Regions from separate parts of the Sus scrofa genome. Here all the other regions are linked to region 2. The links are chromatin contacts, called in public Hi-C and promoter capture Hi-C maps. All regions are on one chromosome and are shown on one strand. The core of a region is the stretch at or near the end of the contact, and the rest is flanking DNA. Distances in the headings are between cores, read along the strand shown. Region 1 holds the start of CASC4 (protein CASC4). Region 2 holds the start of MFAP1 (microfibrillar-associated protein 1). Region 3 holds the start of FRMD5 (FERM domain-containing protein 5).

What was found. Promoter capture Hi-C pulls out the DNA fragments that hold promoters and counts their contacts. A called contact is a pair of places that touch in the nucleus more often than the background predicts.
Region 1: a contact with region 2 is called in a promoter capture Hi-C map of liver, with 4 times the contacts expected there. The contact joins the promoter of CASC4 here to the promoter of MFAP1 in region 2. A contact is called at or near these places in 1 of 5 promoter capture datasets (liver), 1 of 47 Hi-C or Micro-C datasets (skeletal muscle) and 1 of 2 datasets of contacts at active chromatin or transcription factors (alveolar macrophages).
Region 3: a Hi-C map of embryonic fibroblasts shows a contact between it and region 2, with 3 times the contacts expected there. The contact joins the promoter of FRMD5 here to the promoter of MFAP1 in region 2. A contact is called at or near these places in 3 of 47 Hi-C or Micro-C datasets (embryonic fibroblasts, heart right ventricle and mesenteric adipose tissue).

Annotation. Positions count from the first base shown.
Region 1 is chr1:127,236,651-127,240,458 of Sscrofa11.1, reverse strand. CASC4 (protein CASC4) reads left to right here and starts at 1,971. Exons shown (of 10, transcript XM_021096541.1): 1 at 1,971-2,621. The coding sequence starts at 2,295.
Region 2 is chr1:127,739,925-127,743,324 of Sscrofa11.1, reverse strand. It overlaps MFAP1 (microfibrillar-associated protein 1), which reads right to left and starts at 1,918. Exons shown (of 9, transcript XM_001928118.5): 1 at 1,639-1,918. The coding sequence starts at 1,717. It overlaps WDR76 (WD repeat-containing protein 76), which reads left to right and starts at 1,976. Exons shown (of 15, transcript XM_021096581.1): 1 at 1,976-2,078.
Region 3 is chr1:127,315,272-127,318,961 of Sscrofa11.1, reverse strand. It overlaps FRMD5 (FERM domain-containing protein 5), which reads right to left and starts at 1,297. Exons shown (of 16, transcript XM_021096605.1): 1 at 961-1,297. The coding sequence starts at 1,062.

The DNA of each region.
Region 1 (3,808 bases), core at 722-3,221, 500 kb after region 2:
GCTTTTTTTTTTTTTTTTTTAATGTCTTTTCCAGGGCCACACCCACGGCATATGGAGGTTCCCAGGCTAGGGGTTGAATTGGAGCTGTAGCTGCTGGCCTATACCACAGCCACAGCAATGCCAGATCCGAGCTGCTGCATCTGCGACCTACACCACAGCTCATGGCAACTCTGGATCCTTAACCCACTGAGCAAGGCCAGGTATTGAACCCGCAACCTCATTCCTAGTCAGGTTCGTTAACCACTGAACCACGATGGGAACTCCAACCCCGTCATTTATTAGATGTATGATTTTGAGCAAGTTACTTCCATATCTGGAAAATGGAATAATAGTACTAAGTAGATAGTTCTTTAAGCGTCTGATGAAAAAATATATGTGAATGTTTTGTAAATAATATATTTTGCATGCCAGAATTCCATAAAAAACGCTTTAGGAAAGAGTAACATCTTAAGCAGTTAACATCATTTTATAGGTTAATTTTTAACTGCTGGCTAAGCAAAGCAAGGCCAACTTCCTTATGAAGTTGAGGAAAGAACAGGTGGATCCATTACAGTCAGGGTTTTCCCATTTTTGCCTTGCTCCTTTTTGCCAAAGTCTGCTTGTCTTTTGAGACTTGAGATTTCTTAGATCTTATGCCAGAGCAAAGGGCTCAAGTTTGATGTGAAGTAAATATTAATAATGTTGGTGGTGTTTTTCTGTATCTCTGAGAGAGAAATCATCATTCTTTGAAGGTGCAATAATTCTTCCAGGCTACCCTAGGACTATTAGGCAAGTAACTTTATTTTTGAAATGGACGGGAATACTAATTATTCAAAGATGACAAATCTTCCTGCCTCAACATCATACCACTCTGATTCAAATGAAAATACCAAAGTTTTTGTGTTTGGGGGGTTTTATGCTTATGGAAGTTCTTGATCCTGAGGTCTGAAAAATAAAGGGACTCCATTTTCTCCTTAAACAGGATAGCATCAATAACTTTTAAAACTTTTATGCAAGAAATATGCAAAAGAGGTTACTTTTTCTGCATCACTGTAATTAATGGCGAACATATAGCAGCAGTCAGCCTGGTGTAATGCAAACAGCAATGATGTTAGAGACCAGTGACCAGACTCAAGACTGGTTTTGTCTCAAACAAGATATGGCACTTTGAGAAAGTTTCTGGTATATTTTTGTGTGTTGGATTCCTCATCTGTAAAACTGTGTTGTTGAGAGATAAAGAGATTAAGCATGCAAAAACAATTTGTAAGACAGCTATCACATCAACTCCAAAACGTGCTTGCTGTCAGTATCAGCGTTAAGTTATCATTCATTGTGGGCAGCTTTTGGACTTTCTACTTGGAAGCCCAGCTCCAGGCAAAAGCAGCAGTGAGTTTAAGAACAGGGGCTCACACAATTCTGGAATTCTTTCCCTTGGTGGAGGCAGTAACCTTGGAAAGCGGGCTGGAACCACCCTCTTTTAGTCCTAAAGCTTAGTTTCTCTGGCTTTTCTCCTTAATGTTCGGGGCACCGCTATTTTATGGCATTTTTTTTTTTAGTTGTTATTTTTTCCTCCACATTGTTAGCACAAGCGAGAAAATCTACTGAAGCAAGTACAAAATCTTTCCAGTCGCCCTTTCTGCCCGCAGCTCACCTATGTGTTCCCTACATAGCGGTCGCTGCCTCAGATGTCCTCAAAAACAAAAAACTCTCACGAGGGACAGAGCAGGATAGGCATTCCTAGACCCCGGGGCAAGGGAATTGAGCAGGTAAAAGCTGAAGGGGATCCGATTCAGGTACACGAGCTAACCCAAGTCGCCAAAATAAATACAACACTCTTCCTGACAGGGATAACCCTCGCGAGATAAGACTGCGAAGATCGAGAGCAGCCCACTTTCTCGCGAGAAGAGGGGGTGTTGGCGGAAACTAGGAAATGGCCCCCTTGGCGACCCGGACTCAGACAATGGGCGGGGCCCGAGTTAAATCCACCCCCTTCCGGCTCTTTTCCCCGCCTCCTAACCCTGAGGTGTTGGACCTCGGGTGCCAGCGGCTTGCTTCTCCGGTTCCGCCCAGCTGTTGCAGAATCTAATTCAAAGCCTCGGGAAAGCGCGTCGGCCGGATTTGAGGAGAGGGGGCGGGGAGGGTCCAGCGGCTTGCGGCCCCGCCCCCTTCTCCGGCTTACAGGCGGACGATTCCGCCCGCCTCCTCCTTCAGCTGGCCCTGGGGCTGCGTCCCCCAGGCAACTCGGCAGCCGCGGCCTGAGCTTCTGCCTGCAGGTGTTGGCGCTGAGGCTCCCGGGCACAGCCTGCTTCGGCTCCATGGTCGGTTTCGGGGCCAACCGGCGGGCGGGCCGCCTGCCCTCCTTCGTGTTGGTGGTCCTGCTGGTCGTGATCGCTGTCCTCGCCTTCAACTACTGGAGCATCTCCTCCCGCCACGTCCTGCTTCAGGAGGAAGTGGCCGAGCTGCAGGGCCAGGTCCAGCGCACAGAGGTAGCCCGCGGGCGCCTGGAGAAGCGCAATTCGGACCTCCTGCTCTTGGTGGACTCGCACAAGAAACAGATTGACCAGAAAGAGGCCGACTACGGCCGCCTCAGCAGCCGGCTGCAGGCCAGGGAGGGCCTCGGGAAAAGATGCGAGGATGACAAGGTAAGGACCAGTCCTCTCCCCTCAATTCCCATATATATATTTTTTTCAGCTTCGTGGTGGGGTTGTTTAGCCTGATCCCGGTTGCCTTATGCCTTCCAGAATTGCAGCCTCGGAGGCTACCCTTACCGCTAACAACCCTATTTCTGTTAGACCTTAGCCAGTTTATCACCACCACATTTTCCGGTCCCTTCCAGACGAAACTAGCTCTAAGTTCTGGTTCTCAAGAGTGGCCTGTGTGTGGATGCCGCCTTTTCTCCAAGCTCAGCTGCTGAGCTGGCAGTTGTAAACATTTGGCCTATGTGGCCGGCCGCCTTACGTTTACAGATGGACAGATCTGGAGAATGCTAGGTTTGGTGTATTATTGCCTTATCTTTTATTCCGTGCACACCGATCATTATCAATTTCTTTATTTAAAGAATGGGGCCTCCTCTAACTACTTATTATTACTTAAATATATGGTCACCATATATTTTTCGACTATCTCTATAGGGCTCTGTATTAAGCAGTTAAAGATCAGCTATTACTGCCTTTTTTTGTGACGATAATGTTCTGATGGATGGGTTCTGGAACCATATATGAGCCATACTTGTGACTTGGACATATTTAATCAAAAATTATCTACACAATTTGAATTCTTAATGAATTAGCCAAAAAGATAGAATCTAAAAATATGTTCTAAGCCAACAGTCTTATGTCATTTTCCTCACTGATATTGAAAGGAAATAAAAAAATGAAATTTTGTATGCTTAAGTAGCTATTAGGGTTGGTGTTTTACTGGGTGGACAGCCATACAAAGTTTAAATTTAAAAAGTTTAGAGCTAGACTGGAACTAGACCCGGTACTGAATAGTCTTTGTTCTCACCAGAGTATTGGGAATTATGTTATTAACTTATGAATTATAATATTAACTTCTTAACATATATAACTATATATGTTTATTATATTATTAACTTATGTCCTATGCAACTTCTGTTGATATACTAGAGTGTGAAAATTTTTAGGTAGAATAAGTAGATGTCTTCCATTCTGGACCCTTTCTTGGTAATCTTCACATTGTTTTTTGTGTGTTCCTGTTATTATTATTATAAGTTTTTATATTGTATATTAAAATTATTTGTAGTAAGTCATTTTAAATTAAAATCTCCTGAGCTCCAGTTTCCTTATTGTCACCAGCCTCTATCTTACTT
Region 2 (3,400 bases), core at 669-3,168:
ATATTAAAGTTTGGGGGAGTTCCCATTGTGGCACAGTGGCTAACGAATCTGACTCGGAACCATGAGGTTTCAGGTTCGATCCCTGGCCTTGCTCAGTAGGTTAAGGATCCGGCATTGCCGTGAGCTGTGGTGTAGGTCGCAGACGCGGCTCAGATCCCTAGTTGCAGTGGCTGTGGCATAGGCCGGCGGCTACAGCTCCTATTGGACCCCTAGCTGGGAACCTCCATGTGCCACAGGAGTGGCCCTAGAAAAGGCAAAAAGACAAAAAAAAAAAAAAAAAAAAAAAAAAAAAAAAAAGATTTGGGATGTGTCAGAACAAACTAAATAGAAAATGGGTAATTGAAAGAGATAATTCATAGAAGACAACACCTAGAGAGATGATAAACACACAAACAAGATGCCTAGTAATCCTGGACTCAGGAAATTGCAAATTAAAATAACGTGCTATTGTTTCACACCCATTAGATCGGGCAAATAAAAAAAATCTCATACAACCAAGATTGTGGGTAATATAACAGGAAATAAAAACTTTCAATGCTCTTACAATCCACTGTGGAGAGCAAATGGCAATAGGTAGTTAATTGATGAAGAACTTCTAGGAGTCTACCCTAAAATTCTTAAGGCAGTGCACTAAAGAATGATAACTGCAGCGCTGTGTGTAAGAGGAAAAAAAGTAACAAAACAGCTAATTGTCCCTCAGCAGGGAACAAACTCCATATAATAGACCTCATAAGCAGTTAAATTAATAAGATCTCCATGTATCCAAAGGCACTTATCAAAAAACCACAGAGTTTAAGGAAAAAAAAAAAAAAAGGCAGGTTACACAAGGATAAGTACCTTATATTTAAAAAACAGGAAAGAAGTGATATTATTTTCCAAATATCTTACTGAAAAAACTCTTGACTTTTCAGTCTGACTCCCTAAACAGGTACAGTGTTGCTTCATCCATCTGCACTCACTGGAATCAAACCTATCCTTTAAAGATCAACTTGAGTACCCCAGTCTGAAGAGATTATTCAAAGCGCTTGGTTTACATCACCTATGTAACAGTATTAGGGGTGCGAAAGACTGCACACTTGCTTAGAATAGGTCTCTTTTTGCATGAATCACGTCTACTATGAGTTCCTTAAGGTTAGGGGTACTGTCTCTGTATTAAATTTAACAAATACAGTCACTGCGTTGGTTGAAAGGGATTAAAAAGTTTAATAAGAGAGGGTTCCTGCCTTGAGGAATCTATGAGTTTATGATGCAGTAGAGAGAGATGGACACATAATTACAGTAAGAGTTATAAAAGCATAAACAGATTATGGATAACAAAACTGGGATTGTATCCCGCACAACGCCTTCCAAACAGCAAGCGTTCACTTTATTTATTACTCTAGTTTATTGGTGGAGGCCAAGGGAAGAGGATGCTTGCTGTAGGAGTGAACCGACAGGCTCTAGGAACAAGATGAGGTGGAAATAGTGTGGGTGTTTTTTTCCCTTCTAGGCAACGCGATTGGATGCGAGTTTGATGGCGAAAGAAATAGGGGGCAAGGTCTTAAGGATCGCTGGGGCTGAGGTGGTGGGCCCGGGGTCGGTTTGGAATATGCTAGGGAAACAAGTAAGATCCGACTGGAAAACAGCTCAACACAGTACCTTTCTCATTGCGAACCGGGACGGCCCCAGCCGTAGACTGAATAGGCGGTTGTTTCATGAGTGCGCTTGGGACCGACATTTTGATGGCAGCGGCGGTGATTCCAAAACTTGACTGATTCCAAACTGTGAACAGGTACAACGTCAACGAACAGAAAATCCTCCGCACCAGAGGCCACTGGACACTGCTGCGTACTGATAGAAACACCACTTACGGCTGAGCTAGAAAAACAGGAAATGTACGACTAGAGGATTGTGGGATTGTGGAGGACGTCAGGGAGCCAAAGTCCGTGGAGTCTGTTACTGCGCATGCTCATAAACTCCCTGTCGACCTTAGTCTCGCGGTATTTGGACGCCACTTCTGGCGGGAAATGGCTCTCTGGACTTTGCGGTTAAGACTCTGAGGTCCGCGGAAGACCCGAATTAAAGGTTTCGCTGATTAGGTTCGTTTGAAGCCGAGGAAAATGGCAAAGTGATGAAGAAGAAACCGAGGAGTTAGAGAAGGACAGTGTGTTCAGATTGTTGAAAGCTAAGAATTAGAGTTAAATCGAAATAGAAATCCTGCTAATAGCACCTGATTTTCTCACTTGATGAGACCGAGCGGTTTGTAGTGCGATATTTTTGGGTTACGTCAGGGCAAGTGGTGCTAATTTAGACCAGTGGCAGGAAAAAAAAATCCCCTAAACGGCTTAGAACAATGCCTGAAATCCAAACACTCTTAGGCGTTTCAGTTCTTTCCTTTCTAGAGACTGCCTATTAAAACATATTCTTGGCTGGAATGGTTGTATATGAAAGTCCATAAGTAATTATTAAGCACTTGCTGTATTTACCTCGTTTAGCTCTAAGGAGTATGGAGCATTGTTAAAAGGCTTATGTCTTCCAAATACTTGAATTTTATTTAGGAAGTCTTCAAGGGCTTTTACAGTAATATCAGAAACAATCCCAATTTACTTGCTGGGCTGTGTAAAAAACATAGGCTAATTGAAAGTCAAAACACATTCAGTGTAGAAAGGATTTTATAACTGCTGTGGTGGGGAGGGAAGGGACACATGAGCAAAGTCTTGAAGTACAGAAATTGCATGGTATATATATTAGACACTATGAAAAGTTTGATTTTATCAGTAATTTTTCATTTGAGGAGTGTGAAAGTTCCTGAAGGGCTTTGAAGGATTCGTTCTAAAATTATTTCATCTGTGTTCTAAAATTGGGCTTAGGCTGGGAGAAATACAATTGAGCAAATCTCCATTAAGGAACAATGGATGACTCAAGTAAGCCATCAAAGGAGCAATTTTGAGCTGGAAAGAAAAGGACTGTAAAAATAGAGCAAATAGAAATTTGTATTATAATTTTATCAGCTTCAAAACCGTGCTATTCAGAAGGAGTAAATCTGATGGGAAGGCAGTTAGTTGTTTCTGCTCACGGACATCTAGAGAATAGAAAAAAAAGTTTGATATGACTGTAACTCTTAAATGCAGTGCCCTAAAGTCTTACATTTGGTGCTTTTGTGATACAGAAGCTATTGAGAACTTTCTCCCAGTGTTGGGGCTTTGTAAGGTCATTACTAGAATCCTAACTGGTGGGCAAAATTTAAACCAGCTTAGTTAACTTGTGGGTGAAATTAAACCAGCTTGTTATTGGCTCTTGAAAAAATATCAAAATGCTTCCTTTCCTAGGGAGAAGATAATAAGGTAGCCATAGGGCATAGTTTTCTGGTGGTGGGGTTACAAGGAACTAGGAGTCAAGGTAAAAGGCTGCATGTTGGTTT
Region 3 (3,690 bases), core at 48-2,547, 420 kb after region 2:
GAGCGCAGGATCCTCCTGGCTGCTGAACTAAACACCCGAGCATTGTCAATGCTTCTATCTCTGACTTTAATACAGGAAAAGAGAAGGTTGTAACGGCATTCCTGAGAAAGACTACAACTCCTGACGTACCACACAGCAGTAGCGAAGGAAGAGAAGCAAGAGGTTGTAGGGGAAAAAAAAAAAAAAAAACCTTCAAAATTACCAGGTTCTGAAGAAATGCTGTGCAGCATTATTATATTGTTGGCGTTTTTTTTTCCCCTAAGTCCCCGATTCTTTCTCGCCAACACCAACCCTCAAATTGCTGGGACTTGTTGCTAAATCTTTACCTCACGCCCACCCCCCGTCACCCCCCTCCACCACAACTGCCCAACAGAATATTTGGGGAGTGAAAGGCCGGAGGGGGGCCTAAATCTTTAAAGCCCAGAGGGCTAGGCTGCCTTCAATAGGCCACTCTGCATGGGCTGCGCGTTCAGTCTACCTTCTGAGAGCTCTGACTCACAAGCGCTCAGGGGGAAATTATGACATACACCATTATCCTTCCAACCAAAGAGATAAGAAAAGCCGCCAGCCGTCCTTGCAGGGCCGAAGAGCCAAAGCTGCGCCCCCCGACGGGGCGGCCGGGGGAAGAACCTACCGCCCGGTCCGCCTCCCTCCGGACGCCTGCAGAAGGTGCTCCCCATACCGGCGGCAGCCAGGATGAAGCGCCCTCACCTCGGGAAAGGGCAGGAGACGAGTTGGGGGTCCAGAACGCGGGGGCTCTGCCCGCAGCAGAGCCCAGCTCCGGGTGCCCAGCCCCGGACTGGGGCTCAGGCGGAGGTGCCCTGCACCCGGGCGGTCCGCCGCAGTCCGGAGCGGACAAAGCCCTCGGGTTTGGAGCGACCCCCGGGCGCCGGCCGTGGGCCAAGTTGGCCAGACTCTGGAAACGAGGGGGTCCCGCGGACAGCGAGGCACGGCACTGACCTGGATGGTGCAGGTGTACTCGCTGTCGTCCAGTAGCCGCACGGTGCAGCTGTACTCGCGCTCCAGGCTCCTGCTGCTGCCGCTCATCAACCTGCTCAGCATCTTCCCGCCCGCCCGCGTCCGGGAGAGACGCGGCGGCGTTGCAGACCCCGGACCAGGCGCCCCTCAGCCGGGCAGTTCTGCGCCGGCCCCGAGCACCTGCACCATCACCCCAGCGCGATCGCCGCCGCTGCCTCCTGCTGGCCCCGCTCCTCCTCCTTCTCCTCCTCCTTCTCCGCCACCGCCTCCCCCAAGCCCAGAGCAAGCGCCGGGCTCTCTCCTCCGCGCCCCACTGCCGGAGTCCAGCTCGTGGGGCGGGGCCCCGCCCGGAGGGGGGCCAATGGAGGTCAGCGCGGCGGAACCGAGTGGCAGAGAGTAGAACCAATAGAAATAGGGCACTGCGATGATGGACAAGTTGGGGAAGCAATCATGGGAAAGCAGCCTGACCGAGCCAAGCCCGACCAGTCCTCTGGCGTCCCAAACCAGGGGCTCCTTTTCTCCCTGCAGTTCCTATAGATGCTGTTTCCCCTCCCCCGGGCCAGGTGTGGGCACTCGGCTTGATCGAGGTCTGCTGCTTGCAATACATTTGAGCTCTGATTCAGGGTCTAAGTCCCGCACTCTGCAACGCCACGGTTCCCGCCCTATCGGGAGCCGAAGCGGTGCGAGCTCACAATCCCAGCACCTGCAGAATGCAGGCACCTTCGGCTCTGGACCAGGCGGCTGCCCCCACCTGCGCTGTATCCCAAGGCTGCCCAACGTTCTCTGCTCCACCTCTCTTATTTTGGAGAACATCTGTTTATAGGAACTACTTCAATTAAAGCTGCAGGATTCTCAGAGCTTTCTAAGCACCGGGTTTAGCCCCTAGAAAACCCTCCACTCAAACATCCTTTGCTTCCTTCCCTTTATTTTCAGAAGACAAAAGGAAGAGACTGAGGCGTGCTCCTTCAGCTGGTGTCATGGAGAGGAAACGATGGATCCTTTCCTTACACCTTTAAAACTAGAATTATAATGTCTTCAGACTTCCTGAACAAAATACCAGAGTATGTCAGAAGGTATACATCACAAAGAAAAAAAAAATGTTTCTTTCTTCATATCTAAAGACCTCATGTTCTTTACAAAAATTTCGCTGAGACATAATATTTTCCCTCAAAAATTTTTTATGGAAGGAAATGTTTTATAAAAGGATCAAATAAACAAAGAACATTAATGCTGGAATAAATACATTAATTGAAAAATAATGGTATGAAAAAAGTGGATATATTTATATATATGACTGATTCACTTTGCTGTACTCCTGAAAGTAATACAACATTGTAAATCAACTATACTCCAATAAAATTAAATTTTTAAAAAATAGAAAAAAGAAAAATAATGAAATATGAATAATTTTCTGTTATTTTCACTTATACTGTTGTTTGTAGATATAACAAAAATGAAACCCTGGGAGTTCCCTGGTGGTCTAGTGGTTAAGGATTCTGCATTGTCACTGCTGTGGCTTAGATTTTATCTTCCATATGCCACTGGAGTGCCCCCCCCAAAAAAGCAAAAAAAAAAAAAAAGAGAGAGAAGAAAAGGAAGAAACCCTGCATTAATGGAGAAAAAACATCCAATCATTAAAGTTTGCTTCTTCCCTAGTGTCTCTGGATTTCAGGATTTATCTCCCCAATACCTTTTCTTTCTTTTTTTTTTTTTTTTTTTGGCATGTGACCCACCCTGCCCACCACTTTGTATACTGGATTGCTAACTTGGATTGCTTTCCTTATGAGCTGCATTCCCCCCCATGGAATTTAAGAGCCATAAGAGGAGATTCTTCTTTTCAATGCGATTCTGGAGGAGTTACTTTAGAAACTAAAACAACGGAACCAAATATTCTAGATAAAACCAGATGTGAGCTTCTCTACTTTGTAGCCCCAGTAGGTGGCCTGGTGCCTGCTACATAATAGATACTCAATAAATGTTTTTGGTTTTTTGGCCGTACCCAGGGCACATGGGAGTTTCCCCCACCCCACCCACCTTGCCAGGGATTGAATCCAAGCCACAGCTGTGACCTGCAACTGCAACAATGCAGGATCTTTAACCCACTGTGCCAAGCAGGGGATTGAACCAGCACCTCTGCAGCGACCTGAGCCACTGTAGCCAAATTCTTAACTCACTGTACCAGAGCAGGAACTCCTCAATAAATGTTTTTTAAATGAATTGAATGGATTGATGGATATTTTACAGCATTTAAAACCCAAGAAAAGATCTGTGAAGAAACTAAGAGAATTTCAGAAAGGTCTTAAAGACAAGGGCAATTATTAATATGTCAGAGTGTTATTCTACAAAGCTCAGCTTTGTGGTGTAGTTGGGAGAAGATAATGAAAGATTTCAGACTGGCAGAACTTTTATTAAAGAAAAAGCTGCTATTTGATACAAAATCTACAAGAAAAAGAAAAAAATTCCAAAAAGCTTGAGGAAGGCCAGTAATGTGATGATAGTGAAGCATCTTTAACAGGTTATGCAAATAAGCAGCTGTTAGAATAAAAAGCAAAACACTATGAATCCAGAAAAGCTCTACAGAACTAAATGCAGTCTTTTTTCAAAGTATGACCATAGATGCAATCAACAGGGATGAGATTGTGTCTGCTGTGCCAATGTATTAAGTAACACTCTGATTCAGCCTAAGAAAATCATGTCAGCTTAGATGCTCAC